Linked DNA regions of Gossypium hirsutum: region 2 is linked to region 1. The links are chromatin contacts, called in public Hi-C maps. All regions are on one chromosome and are shown on one strand. The core of a region is the stretch at or near the end of the contact, and the rest is flanking DNA. Distances in the headings are between cores, read along the strand shown. Region 1 has its middle 48 kb from the start of LOC121210435. Region 2 has its middle 100 kb from the start of LOC107898726.

Region 1 (2,783 bases), core at 242-2,741:
AAGTCCTTTTATTTTAATTTTGAAAGATTGAGTCCTTATACTTTTTTTTACTTCAAATTTTGGTTTCTCCATCAGTTTTGCCATTAGAATTGATGATGTCGTTGTTATAAAATAGGTAAAATAACTCTTTTAGGCCTCATGTTTTACATTTTTTTTGTTAATTTGGTCTAAACTAAAAGCACATAAACAATTACAACAAATATTTTAAAAATTAAATAATTTTCACATTTTCAATAAAATTGATAAAAATGTGAAAATTTTAAAACTCTTTAAAATTAAAAAATAAAATAAGTTTTCAAAATCCATTTTAAATAATTTAAATATATGAAAGATATAAAATTTTAAAAAATTCAAACAATGTATTATTTATTCCATGAATGGTAATATGGTCTCCAAGCTTTGAGCTATTCTTTTGGTCTATATTAATTCAAAATTTGGATTAAAATTAATATAATTTGTTGTTCAAAATACACCATATTAAAAGAATTTTATATAAAAATGAACCCATTTTGACAAAATATAAAGCTAATAAATTAAGTATTGAAATTTCCATATGGTATACTTTGAACCAAAAAATTTTACTCCGTAATCTTAAATTTAGTTAGAATCATTTAAAGTTTGTATCATTATTTAATTCAAATAATTTATATATCAAAAATATTTTTATATAAATCGATTGACTTAGTATAAGTTAAGACTTAATTTATTTAATTAAAAAGTATAGTGTATTTTGAATAAAAAATATTTATTAATATTATTTAATATATATTTATCATTATTTAAATTTAATTCAAATCGATTTAGAGTTTGTATCATTATTTTAAAATATTTTACACTAATATTTTATATACTTTATAATTAAATTGACATAAAAATAATTATATATATAATTTATCTGATCTAAAATTTTAAAAAAAACTTATAAAATTTGAGTTAATATGAACCAAAAAATAGCTCAAATCTAGGAGAGACCTTATTACCATTTATGGATTAAATAACACAATTTTTGGAAATTTTTATTTTTTTTCATGTATTTCAAAAATATTTAAAATGAATTTAGAGATTTTTAAAAAAAATTCCATTTTAAAGAGCTTTAATTTTTTCATAAATTTTTATTGAAAATAAAAAAATATTTTTTAAATATTTTTTATAATTTTTTATGTACTTTTAAAGAGTTTGGACTAAATTGACAAAAATTTGTAAAAATCTGAGAGCTAAAAGAGTTATTTTACCTTTTTTTTAACAGCTACATCATGAATTCTAATGAAAACCTGATGGATGTGATAACATTTTTAAATAAAAAAGTATAGAGATTAGAGACTAAGATCTCAAAATTAAAGTATAAAGACTAAACTTTAAATTTTAGAAGATTATAAAGAGCTTTGGGAGATTAAAACCATTTGAAAAGTCAATTCCAAGTTTTAGTAGGCCCAGAGGCGTCGTTACAAGTTTAATGGCTACAATAACTTAGGGGCCAGCCCTTCTGAAATTCATACTGGGTTTAGGCTCTTATTGCCCTCGGTTTCTATTATATTCCCCATGAATTGGACCCAGCCCAAAATTACCTTGATCTTTTTCTTTATGAATTTTAAATAATAAAACCAGAAGGAAATGTTGATGATGATTCTGCTATTAGTCCCTGTATTTAGAAAAAGTTATGGATTTAATTCTTATACTTTTATTTAGTTATTTTTAGTCCTTATACTTTTCAAATTTTAAAATTTCTATCCACACCAAACAATAATTGTTAAATTGATCAAGTAAGGTTATGCTATTTTTAAAATTTGATGCGCCAAACATATTATCATATTTTTAATGTCATATTAACTTATCATTTCCACATATTACTCACTAAAAAGATTCAATTAATAGATTAACGACAACCATTTGCGTTAAGATTGCAATTTCAAAATTTGAAAAGTATAAGGACTTAGAATGATCCAATTGGATAAAATGGACTAAATCTACACCTGTATGAATAGTGAAGGATTAGTAATTGAAAACAAATTTACCTACTACTCTTTGTGTCAGGACTAAAATTTCAAAATTTGAAAAGTAGGACTAAAATTGACCAAATTAAGAAGTACATGGACTAAAATTAATCAAATAAAAGTAGAAGGAATAAATCCACAAGTTTTGCAAAGTACAGAGACTAATAGCAGAATTTAACCTAAAAAAAACAATTAAAGGGTAAAAGTATAATGGGAGCCATTGTATTAAGAGTTAGTTTTTATTTTGCCCTTTTACCCAAAAAAATGGGCAAATTAGTCCCATTAAATTTGATCAAAGAGTAAAACTGATCATTTTTGCTAAAAATTTCATCCATTTCTGACATTGCTAACAGAATAATCAAACAATTATATATGACGTGTCATGTGTACCTCATTTAAACATACATGGATAAATTTTTAACAGTAAAAATAGATAGAATTTTTAATAGAATGATCAATTTACTCTTCAATCTAATATATAATAATTAATTTATTATTTTTTTAACTAAAGAGGACAAAATATAATTTGCACTTGAAGATCCGAAGAGAAAAATGTAGATGTGTCAAACATTCTAGTACATAGTATTAGCATATAGTATGAAAGCACTAGATGATAGGAAATGCAATTTATAGCTGATAATTAGTGGCATGATGTGATATTTTAACTATACAAATCTAATATTTAAATGAAGCTCCAAATAAGCCAAAGCCAACAGGAATGCTGCTTTCAATTGTTGATGTAAAGCCGAGGAAGATGTGCCAAGTGCCACGCGGTGGTACAATAATTTCAGT
Region 2 (2,801 bases), core at 89-2,588, 330 kb before region 1:
CCCTCAATGTGCCAACTTCAGCTGGTTGGCTAAATAGATGAGAAACACTGCTACATTGTTAAATAAATTTCTAACTTGTATATATGAAAAAAAAATGCCTCTTCTCTCACAAATTTCGTCATCTCTCTCTCCCTCCCCCTTTTTGGTGTGTTTAGTATTAGTTAAAGCACTAAGGAGGTTTATGTATTATAGTGACTAAACTAAATTAGTATCTTTATTAATAAATAGATCAATTAGTCCCTACACTAATAAAAAGAATAAAAACAAGTTCATATTGTAACAGAGTTAACATTTTTTGCATAAAAATGTCTTGAAAATTATTTTGTTTCAATTGTAGTTCAATAACAAAAGATTTCATTTATAAAACCATAAAAACTTTAAAAATATTAATTCAATTAAACATTAAATGATATTTTTAAAGAATAAATGTTAACTCTATTTCAATTTTGCCCTTATTTTATTCTTTTTAATCGTATAGAGGATAAATAGATCTATTTAATAATAAAGAGACTAATTTGTTAATATCTCTATAATAGAGGGACCTTTCAAATACATACATCGCTTATTGTCTGAGAAAACTGGAATCTAAAAGGCTTTAATGCATAAATCGGTACATGAGTTTGACACTCTTTTCTAATGTAGTACCTATGTTATTTTTTGGTTCAATGAGGTACACGTATTTAACAAAATTTATACATTTTGGTACTGGATAATAATAATGTAAGTTTTTTAGTGTTTAATTTCGATTTTAGAGTTGATTTGATGAATATCCATAATTAGCTAATAATATTAATAACTAACTTTCATCAAATCAAACCCAAAACTGAAATTAAATCACATCTATTGGACTGTATTTGAGAAAGTAAACGGAAAATTAAACATATTCCCGATTAGTACTAAATTTATTCTATTAACAAAGTTATAAAAAAATCAAAATTAATAATATTAGCAATTAACTTTCATGAAATCAACTCTAAAACCCGAATTAAACTCTAAAAAGTTAACTTCATTACCTTTGAGCAATGGCGGAGCCAAGATATTAATCTTGGGGCCAAGTTAAAATTAGAAGTGCTATGTAACAGTTGATTTAAACATATAAACAATCGATTCAAAAGAAATAGTATTCCAACATGACTATAAGACCCAATTTTAACCCGGGCTACACATACAAAAAACCAAAATTAAAATAGATCATCAATTGAGTCCATTTACAAATAAACCCAAAATAAAACCGGCCCAATTTCATTAAACAAGCCCAATAAAATAGACCCCTAACCCAAAATCAAAGCAGGCCCGGTAGCCCATCTCTTTAACAGTTTTCAGGAAACCCTAGGGGAAGGGTCCTTTGCGCCAATACTGCCATCGTGACAGCTTCCACACACGCAACACCAGCACCTCCATGCAAGACCCCCGTGTGCTCCGCTCCATGTTCGTACCCACTCCCCACATTACCCCTCTCCACCTGCAATTTGAACAAAAAAACAGCAAGAAACCATTTTTATTTGGCTATGAAGCCTTCAAATTTTGTTGGTATCTTTTTTTTTCTTGTTTTTTTTAGGGAAATTGTACACGAAATACATACAAAATCAATAGAAAGCAATCAAAATATACTTCAAAGGTGATTTAAGGTCTCGTTTTTCTTTCAATTTTATTTCTATTTTTCTTTGATTTTTATCTACTGTGTGTAAACAATATAAAAGAGGGAGACTCACCGTCGTACTCACTCTGTGGGGAGGGCTTCGTTCGTCGTCGGATTTTGGGCTATTATAGAAGGGAGGAAGGTGAAGGAGTTGAGAGATACTCCAAGGCATTAAGGGTTTTCTTTTAAAAGAAAGAACAAAAGTTTTCTTTAAAAGCAAAAAACAAAGGGTTTTTAAGCAGGTTTAGTTTCAAGTGAAAAATGAAACAGTGTTTTGGGGGGGGGGAAGAGCTTGACCATGTGTTTTGGCCATGAATGGGGGATTTGCGCAATTGGTCCCCCACTTTCGCACTAGCTTTCGACTGGCTCTATTTGCATATTATTTGTTTTTTTAAAAATAATCCCTGAAATTTCTGTGTTGTTGCAATTTAGCCTGCACCTAGGTGCAACGTTTTTGAGGGCTTGGGGATAATTTCCAGTTAGTCCCTCTCTTTCTCACGTGCATTCAATTCGGATCCTCTTGTTAATGTGATGTTTAGTTTTTAGATCTCAGATTCTATTTTAATCTCAAATTTGTCCCTGTTTTGATTTCTTTGTTTATTACTTTTCTGTTTTATTATTATTTATTTTAAATCTTTCTATATACTATTCATTTCAACTATTTTTCTGTTTAATTTCTTTTATGTATATATTATTTATTCACACATATATATATATATATTATTTATTCACATATATATATATATTGTTTGGTATATCATCTATATTGTTTTGTTATTTTTTTACACTTATATATATGTAAATATTTCTTATATCATCATTTTTGAAGTGTTGTACATTATGTTTTTTTGTATATATTATTGATTTTATATTATTTTGTGTATATATATTTCTTCTAAGAACCCTATTTTAAATTGTATATTTTATTTATTTTAAATATTTTTATATACAAATACCTTTGTTTTTTATATATATAAAATGTTCATTTCAAGTATATTATTTATTTAAATTGACAAATACTATGTTATATATTACTTACTTTTTTTATATACATTATGTATTTTGAAATTTCATCTATATATTATTATTTCATATATTATTTTTATTTTTATTATTTTGATTTATTTCTAATTTTCATGTATGTTACTTTAAGATTTTTATA

The links. A called contact is a pair of places that touch in the nucleus more often than the background predicts.
Region 2: a contact with region 1 is called in a Hi-C map of leaf, with 2.6 times the contacts expected there. The contact joins two enhancer-like sites. A contact is called at or near these places in 8 of 34 Hi-C or Micro-C datasets (anther, callus, hypocotyl and 2 more).

The regions. Positions count from the first base shown.
Region 1 is chrA11:58,159,354-58,162,136 of Gossypium_hirsutum_v2.1, reverse strand. No RefSeq gene overlaps it. Among protein-coding and RNA genes, the nearest start is that of LOC121210435, 48 kb to the left of the region's middle. Within about 2 kb of position 1,491, at least 1 of the 9 cell types and tissues checked has an H3K27ac peak or open chromatin away from gene starts, as enhancers often do. A contact at or near this core is called in leaf, where this site is marked.
Region 2 is chrA11:58,492,423-58,495,223 of Gossypium_hirsutum_v2.1, reverse strand. No RefSeq gene overlaps it. Among protein-coding and RNA genes, the nearest start is that of LOC107898726, 100 kb to the left of the region's middle. Within about 2 kb of position 1,338, at least 6 of the 9 cell types and tissues checked have an H3K27ac peak or open chromatin away from gene starts, as enhancers often do. A contact at or near this core is called in leaf, where this site is marked.